Linked DNA regions of Mus musculus: all the other regions are linked to region 2. Evidence: chromatin contacts called from public promoter capture Hi-C data. All regions are on one chromosome and are shown on one strand. The core of a region is the stretch at or near the end of the contact, and the rest is flanking DNA. Distances in the headings are between cores, read along the strand shown.

Region 1 (2,700 bases), core at 33-2,532, 1.3 Mb before region 2:
CAGTCCATTTGATTTGCTTTTGATGTGTAAACTGTAACACAGGTACCTGCTACCTGCAGCACACTTCTTAACCTTTTCTTCTAATTTCTTCATCTGTAAAATGGAAGACTACTGCACCTACCTAATACCTTAGGAACGTAGAAGTAATGGAAATAGCACCATCTCCAGCACTTTGAAAGTACACATTCGAGTTAGCAAAATCTTTTTTTTTTTTCATTCTCCAAGTTTTTCCAAACTGATCATCTCAGAAAACACCATCTCTCGACAGCTTTCATCAGAGACAGAGATTCTCCTCCAATGGTCTTAAGGTTTTACAAACATTCCTCATTCAGACTCTTGTCTTTTAGCTTCTTAAAGGATCAGTAGCTGGAATACCAAAGTCTTAAGTCACTAACGCTTGCAGTCTACTGTATCTCACTCACTCACTCACTGGTTTCCTCCCTTAAAGTTAGAATCCATGACCACAAGGAAGTGGTAACCTACCCTACAGAAACCACTCACACCTCTCCCCAGAGTACCACCATCCCACTCCAGCTTGCTAGCATCCAGGCTTTTGAGAATTCGTAGAAATCTGATTATCTAGTGCAATTTTAAAACTCCTCGTCGTAGATTAAGACAATCCTCCTGCTACCCGTTCCAAGATAGAGAATGAATTTCCAGCCTCCAAAACCCAAAAGAGGGGATCCGCTTAAACCCTTTTCCCACTAGGTCATGAAATGTGTTTCCTTCAAAAAGAGACACCAAAATCCGGCCAAGCCATGCCGCCCCTTCCCGACAGAGTCCGGTGTGTCTGGTCCACTCCCAGCCCGCAAGCTGATGTACTCTCAGGGATCGGAATGCCTTCCGCCCACCCTGCCAACTCCCTGCCCACTCCCGTGCTCTCCTCTCCCACAGCCCAGGCCGCTCACGGCCTCCCGCCGCCAGCTCCATCCCGGGCCGCTACTCACCGCTTCTTGGGGATGGTGCCCGACTCTGGTGCGGCAGGAGTAGCGGCGGGCGACGCCCCGGCCGCCGACGCGGCTCTCCGCGCTTTGCACTCATTGGTACTCGGAGCCTCCTGGGGCCGGCCCAGCAGATGGCCCGACAGAACCCGCAGCCGCCGGCGCGCGCGGCCCGCGTCTGGGTCCCGCTCGCTCGCGCCCGCCTCGCCCGCCGCCGCCTCCGCCATGGCTTCCGCCTTGTGCCGCCGCCCGAGGCCGCTGGGCTCGGGTGAAAGGTCACTCAGAGCGGCGCCCCGCGCGACCATTCGCTGCGGCGCATCCCGGCAGTCACCGCGGCGACTGGCGGCAGGGGCCTTGCGCCTGGAGCTTCAACGGGCTCTGTCCCCGCCCACAGCAGCTTCGCCCCGCCCCTCCCCGCCTCGGCCACGCCCGCCGCCGCGCCTCGCCACGCCTCGTCCTGGCGTACCTGCAGAGCAGGTGAGTTCCAGCGGAGCCCGGATTGGCCCAAAGGGGCAGGAGGAGAGCCAAACTACACAGCACACCCGCAGTTGCCAAACCTATGGGTGTGGCATCTTGGATGTGGCCCGAGCGCCCGGAGGCTATTTTCTGGAACAGATGCCTAGGAGCCTGAATAGTGAGTGGGCCGGTGGTGCTGCTGATCTGGCAATGGAGCCAAACCTGGTGAACTTCCCCTAGGTCAAAACCAATCCTTTAAGCGATAGAGCCAGTGCCCCATCAGTCTCTAGGTGTCTAGCACTGTGTTCAGCACTCATGTGGAAGTGAGAGGACAACTTCCAGTTGTCTCTTTCCACCATGTGTATCCAGGGCATCAAACTCGGGTCATCAAACTTCGTGGCAAGTACCTTTACCTACTGAGCCGTCTTGCCCACAGGCTGTATAAAAACCACAGCCTTCAATCTAATGGTTGTTTTTTTTTTTTTTTTTTTTTTTTGGTTTTTTGGTTTTTTGGTTTGTTTGTTTACGTGAAAAAGTGTTATCTGCAAAAATACCATTGAGTTCGTTTTGTGTTAGCCAACAACTCCTAGGCATGGGGCCCACTCTGAAGTGTGGTTAATATACCTAGTGAGACTCCACTGGCAAAAAGTACTTTTCTTGTGCGGATGGGTACCAATTTCAGATAGCTTTTTGGTTCATGGTGGGACGCTGTGTCCACTTCAACCTCTCAGCTCTAGGATTCCATCTGGCTTGATCCCCTGTACATCCTTTGTGTGCTGTCACAGTTTCTGTGAGTTCGTATGTGAATTAGTTCTGTTGTATACAAAAGACACTTTCTTTGGAGTCATCCATCAGCTCTGACTCTTAGAATCTTTCCTCCTCTTCTGTGTCGATCCCTGAGCCTTGAAGGGAAGGTGTTGGGTGGCTTAGCATCTTTTTATACTTGATTTTTTTTCCAGATAATATAAAAGCTATAAAGGCCTAGTAACATCTATTTTGTGCATCTACCTAAGGTCTCTGTTGAATTCTCTTTGCTCTTCTGACTTTTAAGTCCATGAGAGCTCTGTTTAGGTGACCATCCTCTCACCAGGGCAAACCTGCTCCTGCAGGGTGTGACTGGGGCTGGATGCATGACTAAGAGAACAGATATGCATTCCTGAACATTTCATAACAGAAGAAAGAGATCCTTTGACATCATTCTCTGCTAGAGAAGTAGCGTCTTACTTAAAATAAATCAATAAGTAAACTTCAGTTTGCCTTCCAGTGCTGTGCACATGTTCATAATGACCATCCTGCCTTGCAC
Region 2 (2,700 bases), core at 139-2,638:
GATTTAGACTTTATGTTTCCCTTTCAAACCTGGCTAGGCTAACATTTTTTCTCATGTGATTTCCCTAGAAACTTTTTTTTCAGGATTAGATCTTTTAGAATCTTTGCCTCTAGCTAGCTCTCTTCTCTCTGTCCTGTTTTATTTTTAAACTCCCTGATAGCTCAATGAAAAACCCTAGGACAAGTATTAGCAAGAGTCAAAAACAAAACAAAACACAACAACAACAACAAAAACAAACAAAACTTTCCTGTTCCCTTTAGGAAAGATCTGAGACAAGAGGCAGCACGAGTTTTATGTTCTTAGAAACTACCAAGGCTGGGAAATAAAATGGCTAATTTTCCAAATAAAAACTGGTGAAATGTCTGTTTACTTTCTTCCACATTGGTGAGGCGATACATGGCACACTAAAGTTTAGCTCTCTCCTATTCTTTTAAGTTTACAAAGCTGTAACTGAAGATCTTAGAATTTAGGGGATTATCTTACAAAGTAGATACTATGTCTATGCCTTCTTCTCTGCTGGTGTTGTCAGTGTAAACATAGCATATTATTATATCTATTGCACTTTGAAAATCAGAAACATTTTCTTCCTTAACTAAAGAAGAAAAACCCGTAAAAGTGATTGAACACAGAACATAAAAGCTTTTGTTGAAGTTTCCCTCCTAATTTTGCCTATGGAGCGCCCCCACCCCTCCCATTGAAGTTTTGTTATTGATACTTGCAGTTGACTGGAATACAGCCTTCTTTAGGTCGTTTTCAATTCTTAGGGAAATACAGCACTACTGTTTAAGGGGCCCCAGTTATTCAGAGGTTTTGGAGATTGTTAAGAGTGTAATTTTGGAAAGCTCAGCCTTTGTTGCTACCCCTTAGCTTGAAAAGACCATCCTTATCATTTCAAGTTCTTCTCATGCTGGTGAGATAAGCGCGTAGTCATGAAAGGACCCTTTTTGACGTCCAAGAGCAACAGAAACAAGCCTAAAGCCCTCATGGGGTATGGCCAGGAGGTGTTATGTATGATGTCTGTCTGTCTCTCTCCACTTGCTTGGCTGGGATGGCTTCTGAGCTATGCAATGTAAACTTTTTTGCTGCCTTCTGGATGACAGCTGATCTGGGATCTCAGGTACCCTCTCTTTTCCAGACACACAGGTCTCGACCTTCAACGTCCCTCCCCTTTGTCCTCCCCACTCTTCTCTCGCTCAGAAGGTCTGGGACAATCAGGATCAGTTTCTTTTCTTGGCGAGACTGGGGCGTGGGAGTTGTTCATGAGAAAAGGAGGCAGAACTAGTAAGAGTCAGTCGGAACCGCCCTACCCTGTGGTGCCCCGAGGACCGACAGCCTACACTAGCGCGGAGGATACTCAGCCTAAATCCTCCTGCCACACCCGCCGCTCTGAGGCACCAACGGCTGGGCCGGCCGGATCACGTGATGGGGGAGCGGCGCGCGCCGGCTGCAGCGCCCATTGGCTGGCGGCAGGAGCGCGGGGTTTGATGGGAAGGCATTGGCCGGGCCCAGCGCTCTATCTGTAGGTGCTGCTGCCTGCTCCAGAGGCTCTACGCGGTGGCGACCCAGGCTTCCCCGAGTGGACGCCCAGGCCGAGCGGCGCCCGCTTTTCTCAGGTAGGACTGTGAAGGGAGGGCCGCGTAGACGGAGGCGCTCCGGACAGCGGGAACCAGTCTCCGGGTTCCTCGGCGCGCCGGCCCGGGTGCCTCCGCCCCTGCCAAGTGGCCTAGAGCTTGGTGGCGGCTGGGGAACACGCCGCGGGGCTGCTGCCCTCCGTACACTGTTGCCGCCTTCTCTCGTGGATCGCCCTGAACAGCGGCCCGAGCGGCTCCGGAGCGCACGAGACCCGGCTCTGCCTCCCCTGAGGCCGGTGTTCTTTCCGGGTATGTTCTCAGGGATTCCGCGCAGTGGCTGTTTAGAGCCCGAGCCCTTGGGCCCCCCCTGTGTTAAGAAGTGTCAGAAGGTCCCAGAGAGCACATCCCTAGCTGAAATATCCACCCTGAGAGCCCCGATCACCTCCGCGTCCACCTGAGCTGGCACGACGGGAAGGTCTGAAAACTGTCAGTGTCATGCTGCTCCGTCCGCGTGTGGGCGTGGATTGTGAGCGACTTAGAGGAGCTGCTCCACAACCATTGTCCTTACTTATTGGAGGGACAGCGACCAGTCTGAGGGGTGGGGTAGGACGAAGGTGCGTGGTGACAGGAGCGACCCGGGAAAAGCAACTCCAAGGGGCATCAGTAGGTTTAATTCTTTGATGGTGTGTTTGCGGACGGAGAGTTCGGATTGGTGAATTTATTTCTGCGTGCAGTTTTAAGCAACACCTGCGACTCACTGAGTTTTCAGTGTTCTGTTCTTACTTTTTGGTTTCTGGTTTGTGGTGCTTAGAGCCTATTGTTTTCTGTCTCTGTGGCCTCAGTCTTAGCGTTGACAACATTGTCTAGAGGTGTGATGGATGTGAGTAAATTTAGTTACAGGCATATATATGTTCAAGCTGGCAGGCAGGGCTAATACCTAGTTCCCAAAGGTCTCCATAGTGCCTTCTTAGAAGAACAAAGTTGATTTCGAATACGAACCTTAAGCAAGAGTGGTTCATTTAAAAGTGAAGTTTTAAAAAGTTCCTTGACATCTATTGGGGTCACCATAGTAATGATGTTAATAAATGTTTATGGTGTTTATATGTTGGAAGAATGCTTGGATAGGTGA
Region 3 (2,700 bases), core at 125-2,624, 1.3 Mb after region 2:
GAAACCCTGAAAAAAAACAAACAGGAAGAACCAATTCTTAGCATAGTTTTATATGGGAGCATCCTAAATATTTTAAAACAAAATAAAAAATATAAATACAATAAATGTTTTATTGAAAGGAAAGCAAAGCAGGATATGATAGCCCACCTGCAATCTCAGGACTCGGCAGGATGAGCTAGAGTTTAAAGCTAGCCTATGTCTCAAAATGACTCAAGAAACAAGTTCACCATGGAACAAGTAAAGGGTCTTCTCCATCTCAAAGATGGGAAGACGTACCAGTTTTTCTTTTGTGTCGCCCCTCTAAATTTCTTGATCTCCTGCTTACTGTGCTCCAAAGTTAGCTACTCCAACACATAATTTAGGCAGGCTATTAATTCTCCTTTTTTCCAGGCCCGTCAGTATTAAAATAAATAAGTAAATAATTATTAAAACACCACCTAGAAGGTGAAAACCCAGCTTGGTGGTGCATGCCTGTAATTGAAGATTGAGCGTTACGTGGACCGCGCCACGAATAACACAAGATAAAAAAACAAAAAACTGGCACACAGCCAACACCCAAATGAAAGCTGACATCCGTTGTACCTTGGCATTCTTATCCTCACCAGACTAAGTGACTATCCTCAGTGGACTAAGCCTTGCTTACCCGAAACTGGGATGGCGGCAACAGCTAAGAAACCCGCACCCAGGGAGAAAGTCGTTGGCCCTAACATGTTCTCATCATTCACGATGTTTGCTGAGCAAACTTCTGCATGGCTAGAAATAACGGAAGGGAGCTGGGTGTAGTGGCGCAGGCCTTTAATCCCAGGCCTGGGAAGGCAAAGGCAGACGGATCTGTTAGTTCAAGGGCAACCAATGCTACATGGCGAGGTATACATAATGATAATAATAATAATAATAATATTATTATTATTATTATAATTATTATTAAACCTTAACAGTAATTGGAAAGGAAGAGCCTAGGTTCTTGAGCTTCTAACAGTCTATTCCCGTGCTTTTGGTAACACCAATCTTCCGAGGCTCACAAACGTCCTACAGTTGCCGGGAGACAACTTAATCTACATGGGAACTGCGCGGCAAAAGAAAATTTTTTTGCAACTGGAGTCGGCGTTGCCAGAAAGTGCTGGGCTCGAACCTCGAGACCTCGCTTGTTCGGGCTGACCGCGCTCGGATCGAAGCTGACGCAGCAGAGCCCGCCGCCGCTCGCGACCCCGCAGAGAGCGAGCATCGCGCACAGGGGGTTCCCCAAGCTTACCTCTGCTGCGCACGCGCGGACGCCGCCAAAGCCGCGGCAGCCACCAGAAGCGACTGCCGGAAGAGAGCAAGAGGGGCGGTGCCAAGCGTCAAACCACGGAAGTAGTCATCCTCCCGACCTCGGAAGTTCTCGCCCAAACTTGCCTAGCAGTTCCGGTGAAGCTCCGGGAGTTTGTTTACGTTCCGAGAAGACCTAGCGGTTGGCTTCTCCGACTCAGACGCCAAGATGGGGAAGTCATTCGCCAATTTCATGTGTAAGAAGGACTTCCATCCTGCGTCCAAATCCAACATCAAGAAGGTGAGTAAAGGCATCCGGAGAGGGCAGAGATTGCTAAGCTCCCTGGGAGGGTCGTATCCTCCTCACGGCTGGAGTCGTCGATCTTTCCCCCTTGCAGGAATGATCCCCCAAGTCCCGCCTGTCAGTCAGTGGGGAGACCCACGCATGGTTTGATAACACTGTCCGTTCAGGATCCGTCTCCTACAGCCCCAAGCCGGTGAACTCTGCTCTGGGTCGAGACTCCTGCTTAACGGAGATCTTCTGGCAGAAATCCTCCCTCTGCTCACTCTCCATCCCGTAGTGTGTTTCTGATGGCTGCGTTCAAGTTGAGCGTTTTAAACAATCACAGGGCAACCAGTTGCTGGACACAGAAGGGCCGTGGCGAGAATTACAGCGCCAAAGAATGGCGACGGGAGAGTGCTTGGGCTTTGGATTCTTAGTTCAGTACAGTTACATGTAGCCCTGAGGCCTCGCACAAAATAGTCAATGATGTGAGCATTAGCCTCGTACACTGTTGATCAAGAATTATCAGTGTCAGTTGCCCTAGTTTGTAAAAATTTTAGGGAGATTAGATGAGATAGTATGGCCAATGACTAGAAACTCGAAATGAAGGCTTAGCACTGTGTGTTAAGAAAAGTACTCAAGTACTCAAAAGTACACAAACTTATGAGAATATATTTCGCTTTTGTTTCCAAACCAGTTGTGGGTCCTGTATATTACCATACATCTAAAGAATGTATATATTAGCATGCATGTACATTAGGATATCTGTGGAAGAAAGTGCAAGAAATGCTAACACTGGTTATCTGCAAATATAGTTACTTAGGTTTTTAAGTCCCTTGGGAGTGGGGAGGGCTTGCCAGATCTCAGCCTTACTCCTTGACCCCAAAAGTCTTGTTCTGTTTATTTTGTAGTACTCCTAATCCCCACGAGTGTATTTCTTTATGTGTTTCATAGCCTCTATTTGAGGTGGGATCTCCTGCAGTCTAAGCTGGCTTCAAACTTGCTGTCTAGGGAGGATAGCCCTGAACTCCTTGTCCTTCTGCCTCCAACCCCCTGCCCCCACCCCCAACCCCCACCCCCGCATGCTGGGATTACAGGTGGAAGCCACTGCAATCAACTACCACTTCTCCTAGGTCATAAAGTAGTTTATAATATGCAGGAGAAGCATT
Region 4 (2,700 bases), core at 25-2,524, 1.8 Mb before region 2:
GCTCATGGCTGGCCTCTTCTTTCTTCTTCCTTTTCTTTCTCTCTTCTTCTTCTTCCTCCTGCTCCTTCTTCTTTCCCTCCCCCTCCTCCTCTCCCTCTGCCTTTCTCTGCCCCTACTACCCTCTAACTCCCCTCCCCATGCCCAGGTGCAGCATAGAAGAGGGGCTGGAGACACTCTAGCCCACAGTCCATGAACACTCGTAAATGGTATTCTTACAAAACCCAAACCAGAATTCCCCCACACCTTGCACCGTTTTCTAGGTTTGCCCCTTTCCAGTATAGCATAGCTTGTCACAAAATACTTTTACTTTGATAATTTTCTGTTTATAGGCATGGTGCTGTAATTTTTTTTTTACTTAAGAGATCCTTCAAGCTTTGTAAAAGTAAAATACACGAGGAAAAAAAACCCTAAAACTAAATTTTCTAGTCGCGAAGGTAATTACAGTGTTCGAGAGAGGAAGCTCAGAAAAGTTTTCACAATAGACAGGAAGACGGGGACAGGAGGTTGACTGACTTACGAGGTCAGCCACAGTTGTGCTATCCTTGGATGTGGCTACCCAATCTGTTCCCAGGGTAAGAGGCTCCTTTGGCCAGAGGCCGGGGATCCGCTCCTCCAAGCCATCCTCGGCACACTCACGGTGCGTGCAGAATCCAACCCCTCTCCTACCAGATGCACAGCATCCCCGGCGCAGCAAAGGGGCGGGAGAGACCCCAACCCATACCGCCGTCACCCTCGCGAGCACCCTCAACCCCGGGCACCCATATCCCAAACACCCCAACCTGGGCATCTCTACCTCACACACCCTAAACCAGGCACCTCAGCCCCGCACCTTGATGGGCTTGGTGTCGCTGGGACCCAGGCACTGTCCGTGCATCTCCTCCATTGCCCGGCAGGCCTGTGAGCTGCGCGCGAACTTGACGAAGGCCACGCCCTTGGACTCCTTAGTGTGCTTGTCGCGCACCACCCAGATGTCCTGGATGTCTCCGAAGGGCGAGAAGCGCTCCCTCAGCACCAATTCGGATGTGTGCTTGCTGATCACTAGAAAAATGCGGCTGTTGGGCGGCTCATCCAGGCTGTCTACGCCCGGGCGGAATCCTCCGCTGCCTCCCAAGCCGCCGGCGTCGTCCATGGCGCCCCACGCGGGACCCAGGCGCAGCCCCCCTGCAGGCCCTGTTCACCCGGCAGGTTCTCGGCCGCTTCCCGGCCGCTTCCCGGCAGCTCCCCGTCTCGCCCCACGCCGGTAAGCAGCTCCGCTTCCGGAAGAGCCGAGAGCCGGAAAGCAGGTGCGTCCCGCAGTGAGGTCTGCGGGCTTCCGGGAACATTCTGCAGCGCCCCCTGGTGCCACGGTGGACTCAGCAATCTCAAATCTTCAGTCCCAGGGAAAACCAAGAATGGGTTTATGCAAACCACTTTGCCCTGTGGCTAAAAAGATCCACCTGCCTGATTCTTAAGCCTTCCCAAAGCTGGCTTCTACTAAGCCTGTAATCAGATTGCTACATTTGAGGCCTCCTGGGCTACATAGTAAATTTGAGGTCAGCAAAAGCACCACACCAAAAATATACAAAAAGCAGGCAGGCTTCACTCAAAATGGTCCATAGAGACAGGTACAAAGGACCATTGCGTTGGGGTCTTGCAGTAAGGGGGAGAGACTGGACTTGGTTCCAGTAAGATAAATGGAGGACAGTACAATATGAGTTAGTATAAGGACAATTACTGAAGATCGCGGGGTAAGAGAGACTCTCAGTAGATCTGCTTCCCAGAACTTAGGCTGTAGATAAGTGATAAGTTGATAAGTAATAAAACATTAACAGCCGGGCAGTGGTGGCGCACGCCTTTAATCCCAGCACTTGGGATGCAGCAGCAGGTGGATTTCTGAGTTTGAGGCCAGCCTGGTCTACAAAGTGAGTTCCAGGACAGCCAGGGCTATACAGAGAACCCCTGTTTCGAAAAACCAAAAAAAAAAAAAAAAAAAAAAAAAAAGACATTAACAGCAGTCAGACATCAAGGATAAGAATTATGGCGAAACTGACTTATCAGGATTTGTCCTCCAATTAGATTCCCCTAGAACAGAAAGCTGGAAGTTGGATCTAGTCAAGCAGAAGACCTGGGGGGAGTTTGTCTGAAATTTTGGTGAAAACACAGTCTTCATCACCGTTTTGGCGTGGCCTTGTTAGGATGGGTGTGGCCTAGTTAGAGTGGGTGTGGCCTTGTAGGAAGTGTGAGGTTGAGCTTTGGGAGTTTCAGTAGCAGTGCCTTCTTTCCCTCTTGTCTTTGGACCTGGAGGTAGAACTTCCAGCGGCTTCTCCAGCACTATTATCTCTGCCTGCTGCTATCCTTCCCGCCATGATGACGGTGGACTCAACCTCTGAAAGTGTAAGCCAGCCCCAGTGAAATGCTTTCCTTTATAAGAGTTACCGTGGTCATGGTGTCTCTTCGCAGCAATAGAATACTAAGAGTTAAAACCATAGAGTCTGATGGCTGAAAGGAGCCTTTTACAACCATGGAATCCTTATCCCTATTTTTAGAGATGAGGAAATCTGAGGCTCAAAGTTAAGATGCACAGGTAACAGAACCAGGCCCAGAGGCAGCTGTGTGTGTGATCTACGCAGCTACCGCAGCCCATCCAAGATGCACGAGCAGGGAGAGTGATGGATGCACATCTGAGAACTACGAGAAATTAGAGGGCCCAAGCAAAGTGCG
Region 5 (2,700 bases), core at 108-2,607, 1.1 Mb before region 2:
TACCTGCCATTTTACTAATACAGAGGCCATTTACTTTATACAGCCTGCTCAAATGTATTCTTCTCCAATCTCTGATGGTGTTGATGGCTAACTGTAGCTTTATCCGTTTAGCAGCAGCTGCCTGGAACATGAATTCCATATATGGAAATCAGGCGCCTTGCCTTTTCTAGAGCTATTGGGTCTCCTGGTTTGAAAAAGACATGCTCACAAAACAGGTTTCCGAGTAGCCTTTACAATTCCTCTATTTAAAGAACTTGCATTGCAATGACTCCTCGCAGTAATCAACCACTGTGTCTTATGATAAATGGTTAAATGGAAAAGGTTCGAGATTTACGTAAGTTGTAAGGGTCTGAGAAAATAATAATAAAACTTGAATTCACCTGTCACAGGTCAAATAACTCCAGATAGGTAATCCTGTCAATCAACAGCCTAAGCTTACTGCTCCTTCCAGAGGGGGGGAGGCTCTAAATGTAAGAGTTTTCCTTTAAGTTCTTAAAGTTTAACCTCTGTCCACTTGGCTGACCCCACCCAGGATCAGCAGCAGACCACAAACTGCACCAAACACCTGTGAGCTTGCTGGAAACTGATCTAAACCAGTACAGCTAATGTGTGTGATTGCTCCCTATCTTTTCAGCTCCTGTCTAGAGCCCCACCCCTTGGCCTTTGACCAGCATTACAGCCTTCCAGGGCCCTGACAACACACGAATTCCAGCTGAGAAGCAGTTACCAAGGAGAGTGCATCTCCCCTTATCCTCAACAAAAGTCTAGAATGTTAGGTTGAAAGGAAACTGGGACCCCACTGGAAGACCCATACCTCATCATCCTTACTACATACACTCTGCTGCTGTCAAGGAAGACCATAGCCACACCTGGATGCATCACTTTCAGATCAGGTGATCAGGGGATGATGACCCTGCTGCAGAAAAATGGACTGTCATCAAGGCCCGAGAAGATCCACTGAAGATAAGACTCCCGTGTGGCTGTCACATCATGTATTAGTTATAGACTAATAATGTTTTGTCTATGTTCCCTCCCTCTTTTATGGAGTATATGTCTAGACCCTCTTGCCTTAGATGTCTCACAGCTCTTGGCCACCACTTGTCAAGTGGGCATTCCTTTCTTCACCTCTGGGTTAAAACTCTTTGGTTTGCATGTGATCACATCCCTGCTTTTAGCTCTTTGGCGTATGTATCAAAGCCCCAACTTTTGTCTCTAGTATTCCTCAGATGTTTGTATGCGACAGTGTGGCATGGAGAGAGTACTTGTTTTTGCAAATCTCTCCAGCCCCCTGGAGCAGAAAAATGCAGTTCCTCCCCTTCTATCCCTCATAGAAAACTTAGGATTGTCAGCTGCCCTTCTAACAGTTGGCAGCCATTCTTCCGGCAACAGCTACAACAATGGCTTGGTGTCATTTACAAAAATGTAAGATGTCAGATAACCCAGGATTTATTTGCATTAGAAAAGTCTACTGTAAAATTAGAAGAACAGGTCGATTCATTAACCGAGGTACTCCAACAGCATGGTAGGGCACTTGATCTGCTTTATGCACAACACAGAGATTACTGTATGACCTTGGGGAAACGTGCTGCTTCTACGCAAACTACTAAGCAAACTATTCAGTTTGGTTTGGCATCACAGAGAGAGGGAAAAGGCCCTACAAGGAGGAAGTAAAAGCCTCCCATTTCCTTTCTCAGGTTCTTCCTGGCTAGTAACTCTGCTTTCAGTTGTCACAAGGCCCTTAGCTCTCCTGCCGACAGAGGTTGGCCCCTGCAGCATTAATACTATGAAATATTATGTTGTTGGCTAACTTTATGTTTAAAAGTTTAAATTTTCGGTGCTCCAGAGAACTATAAAGCAAAATTAGACCTCCAAATGTTAAGGGCCGTTAAGGGTTAAATTTTTTTTACTGCTGTTTCTGTTTTGCTGGAGAAGGAGATTCTGTTTGCATTCTGTTTGTGAGAGAACAAATGGCTGAGCATTGCATTCAGAAGTCCTGAGTCTCAGCTGGAGACCTAGCGCTAGGATCTGAGTAAGAGACCTTTCTTTGTCAGATTGTTGAATCTCTAACTGACCCCAGGCCCATAATAGGGTAGTGGTTTTTAAAATACATTTCAAGCCAGGCAGTGGTGGCGCAAACCTTTAGCCCCAGCACTTGGGAGGCAGAGGCAGGCAGATTTCTGAGTTCTAGGCCAGCCTGGTCTACAGAGTGAGTGTCAGGACAGCCAGGGCTACACAGAAAAACCCTGTCTTAAAAAACCAAAAAAAAAAAAAAAAATTCAAAAGAAGATATTTGTGTTCAAACATACTTAAAACAACAAAGAGAAAGATAAAAATACTCTGGGTTTTCAACTATTAACACATTAAAACATCCCTCGATTTTTTTTCTAAGCCCATATAACTATTTTAGAAATTGGATTTTTTTTCGGGGGCAGTTAAAGAAGTATGTTTGGGAATGAACGTTGTGAAAACAGTCACTACCACCACCACCACCACCAAACCCAAGTGGCAGAGTCTATGGTACAGTTCTCAGCCTGTGGAGAGCCACCCCAAGCATCTCAGATATTTTGCACATCCGATACTTACATTACAATTTATAGCAACAAAATTAGTTATGAAGTAGCAGCAAAAATACTTTTCTAGTTGGAGGTCACCACAACACGAACTATATTAAAGGGTCGCTGCATTACGACGGTTGAGAAA
Region 6 (2,700 bases), core at 103-2,602, 1.4 Mb before region 2:
AAGTACCATCCGATAAAGTTTACAACGTCCACATCTTTTCGTTGCTGTTTCATACTGTGCTTTGTTGTTTGTGAACAACATCATTTTACCCATGGAGGACACGTATCTGCCATGGGCCTTAGCTACATGACATTTGGGCTTTAGAAGTAGTTTCAGGAATTACATGCTCTGCTTTAGTTTATCCTTATGATCATTCTCTTTGTTGTGTAGAAGTTTTGTACAATTGTAGATTTTAAAGATTTTCATTGTTTTGGGGTTTTGTTTTATTTTTTAAAGGAAGAAGTAACATTTAACAACAGTTTTCATGTTGTTAGTGGCTCTTTCCTAGAATGTTCAAAATTCACTGTGAAATTGTTTCTAAAAAAAAAATAGTACTGTTCTTTGAAGCTAATAAACAACTGATAAATATCTGATTTTTTACTGTTCATAATTGACCTTTTGTAGTGTTTGATAATATAAATAATTTTAAAATCAATGTTTAATTCCTATCAGATGTAGGTATTAGACGACATTAATCCTAGAGTTTCATCTCTTAGTATCTTCAGAAAGGGAAGTACATTTTATTCTATTTGACATTATCAAAGTCCCTTCTGGCATTAATGGAATATAAATATTGATACGTGAAGTTATACTTACATTATTTAAAGTTACATAAAGAGCATCTGAATTTTTTTTCCTTCATTTTACCATTTTTGTGGCCACAGCCATCCCAGTTACCTCTCACAGGTAGCCCATGGAGAGTGCTCCTTGCTGGGCTAGAACCCTCCAGTTCCCAAAGGCATAAAGTAAACCCTATTTTTCCATGATGTTCTTTTGTTTTTAATAATTATCAGTCTATCTTTCAAAACATCAAAAAAATTAGGCTTTGAAAGTTTGAAACGCACAAAACCACCAAATTCTTGCAATGCAACAACAGCTTTCAATTATGCTGTTCCTATAATAAAATGCCTTTTTTCTTCCAGAAACGGGGAATGGTTAATATTTTTACAGGGGTTGTGTAGATATATGAAGCATCTATATTCATACACATACAGTCATCCCTTTAGGTAGAGAAATAGTAGCAGGTGTGTCAGAGATTTGACTGTAAAGTGTTTTTACATTATTATTTGACCTGTTGCTGTTCACTCAAAATATGAGGATTTCATGTTTAAGAAAAACACAGAAGAATATATACATATATTCTTCTACTTTATGTTCAGGAACTTAGTGAACTTCCCTTCCAAATCACACTTCCCTTCCAAGAATGGCTAGATACTTCTCTTAGAAACCAACTTCCTGGATACGTTAAAAAAAAAAAAAATCTCCAGACTTCCGTTTCCGTTGGCTTGTTGCCATGGGAACAAGCACACTCAATCTTGACAGTTATGGCAGGGCTGAGCAACTCCCAGATCCCCGACGGTGAGTTCACAGCAGTGGTGTACAGGCTCATCCGCGACTCCCGCTACTCAGAGGCGGTGCAACTGCTGAGCGCAGAGCTGCAGAGGAGCTCCCGCAGCCGCGCAGGGCTGTCGCTGCTGGCCTACTGCTACTACCGCCTGCAGGAGTTCGAGCTCGCTGCAGAGTGCTATGAGCAGCTGAGCCAGATGCACCCGGAACTCGAGCAGTACCGCCTGTACCAGGCCCAGGCGCTGTACAAGGCCTGCCTGTATCCAGAGGCCACCAGGGTCGCCTTCCTCCTGGACAACCCCACCTTCTATAGCCGAGTCCTTCGTTTACAAGCTGCTATCAAGTACAGTGAAGGTGACCTCCCAGGAGCCAGGAGCCTGGTGGAGCAGCTGCTGAGTGGGGAAGCTGGAGAAGACAGTGGAGGGGAGAATGACCCAGATGGTTTGGTCAACATGGGTTGTCTGCTCTACAAGGAGGGACACTATGAAGCTGCCTGCTCCAAATTCTTTGCGGCTTTGCAGGCTTCTGGCTACCAGCCCGATGTATCTTACAACCTAGCTTTAGCTTGTTACAGCAACAGGCACTATGCCCCAGCACTGAAGCATATTGCCAATATCATTGAGCGTGGCATCCGTCAACACCCAGAACTCGGTGTGGGCATGACCACGGAGGGCATTGATGTTCGCAGTGTTGGCAACACTGTAGTCCTTCACCAGACTGCTCTGGTCGAAGCCTTCAACCTCAAGGCAGCCATAGAGTACCAGCTGAGAAACTACGAGGCAGCCCAGGAAGCCCTCACTGACATGCCACCCAGAGCAGAGGAAGAGCTGGACCCCGTAACCCTCCACAACCAGGCTCTGATGAACATGGATGCCAAGCCCACAGAGGGCTTTGAAAAGCTCCAGTTTCTGCTCCAGCAGAACCCCTTTCCCCCAGAGACCTTTGGCAACCTGCTGCTGCTCTACTGTAAATATGAGTATTTTGACCTGGCAGCTGATGTCCTGGCAGAAAATGCCCACTTGACTTACAAGTTCCTCACACCCTATCTCTATGACTTCTTGGATGCCATGATCACTTGCCAGACAGCTCCTGAAGAGGCTTTCATTAAACTTGATGGGTTGGCTGGCATGCTGACTGAGCAGCTCAGGAGACTCACTAAGCAAGTTCAAGAAGCAAGGCATAACAGAGATGATGAAGTTGTCATAAAGGCTGTGAATGAATATGATGAAACTCTTGAGAAATATATTCCTGTACTGATGGCCCAGGCAAAAATCTACTGGAATCTTGAGAATTACCCAATGGTAGAGAAGATCT

What was found. Promoter capture Hi-C pulls out the DNA fragments that hold promoters and counts their contacts.
Region 1: a contact with region 2 is called in a promoter capture Hi-C map of liver, with 7 times the contacts expected there. The contact joins the promoter of Agps here to the promoter of 4930445N08Rik in region 2. A contact is called at or near these places in 3 of 39 promoter capture datasets (hippocampal neurons, liver and pre-B cells) and 2 of 9 other capture datasets (adipose tissue and liver).
Region 3: a promoter capture Hi-C map of pre-B cells shows a contact between it and region 2, with 5 times the contacts expected there. The contact joins the promoter of Cir1 here to the promoter of 4930445N08Rik in region 2. A contact is called at or near these places in 2 of 39 promoter capture datasets (liver and pre-B cells).
Region 4: a promoter capture Hi-C map of pre-B cells shows a contact between it and region 2, with 6 times the contacts expected there. The contact joins the promoter of Rbm45 here to the promoter of 4930445N08Rik in region 2. A contact is called at or near these places in 2 of 39 promoter capture datasets (liver and pre-B cells), 1 of 484 Hi-C or Micro-C datasets (CD4 T cells), 1 of 115 datasets of contacts at active chromatin or transcription factors (thymic regulatory T cells) and 1 of 9 other capture datasets (liver).
Region 5: a contact with region 2 is called in a promoter capture Hi-C map of pre-B cells, with 5 times the contacts expected there. The contact joins the promoter of E030042O20Rik here to the promoter of 4930445N08Rik in region 2. A contact is called at or near these places in 4 of 39 promoter capture datasets (the C10 cell line, hippocampal neurons, liver and 1 more).
Region 6: a contact with region 2 is called in a promoter capture Hi-C map of pre-B cells, with 6 times the contacts expected there. The contact joins the promoter of Ttc30a2 here to the promoter of 4930445N08Rik in region 2. A contact is called at or near these places in 4 of 39 promoter capture datasets (the HPC-7 cell line, liver and pre-B cells) and 2 of 9 other capture datasets (adipose tissue and liver).

What each region holds. Positions count from the first base shown.
Region 1 is chr2:75,830,759-75,833,458 of GRCm38.p6, reverse strand. Agps (alkylglycerone phosphate synthase) reads right to left here and starts at 1,282. Exons shown (of 20, transcript NM_172666.3): 1 at 948-1,282. The coding sequence starts at 1,246. It overlaps Gm34861 (a long non-coding RNA gene), which reads left to right and starts at 1,272. Exons shown (of 3, transcript XR_866490.3): 1 at 1,272-1,418.
Region 2 is chr2:74,577,732-74,580,431 of GRCm38.p6, reverse strand. 4930445N08Rik (RIKEN cDNA 4930445N08 gene) reads right to left here and starts at 1,388. Exons shown (of 2, transcript NR_166470.1): 1 at 1,308-1,388. Lnpk (lunapark, ER junction formation factor) reads left to right here and starts at 1,484. Exons shown (of 13, transcript NM_027133.3): 1 at 1,484-1,613.
Region 3 is chr2:73,311,266-73,313,965 of GRCm38.p6, reverse strand. It overlaps Cir1 (corepressor interacting with RBPJ, 1), which reads left to right and starts at 1,374. Exons shown (of 10, transcript NM_025854.3): 1 at 1,374-1,549. The coding sequence starts at 1,478. It overlaps Scrn3 (secernin 3), which reads right to left and starts at 1,314. Exons shown (of 8, transcript NM_029022.1): 1 at 1,253-1,314.
Region 4 is chr2:76,368,558-76,371,257 of GRCm38.p6, reverse strand. It overlaps Rbm45 (RNA binding motif protein 45), which reads right to left and starts at 1,274. Exons shown (of 10, transcript NM_153405.2): 1 at 830-1,274. The coding sequence starts at 1,129.
Region 5 is chr2:75,705,542-75,708,241 of GRCm38.p6, reverse strand. It overlaps E030042O20Rik (a long non-coding RNA gene), which reads right to left and starts at 1,357. Exons shown (of 2, transcript XR_003953858.1): 1 at 815-1,357.
Region 6 is chr2:75,976,831-75,979,530 of GRCm38.p6, reverse strand. It overlaps Ttc30a2 (tetratricopeptide repeat domain 30A2), which reads left to right and starts at 1,352. Exons shown (of 1, transcript NM_001081228.1): 1 at 1,352-2,700. The coding sequence starts at 1,365. Ttc30a1 (tetratricopeptide repeat domain 30A1) reads left to right here. Exons shown (of 1, transcript NM_030188.3): 1 at 1-425.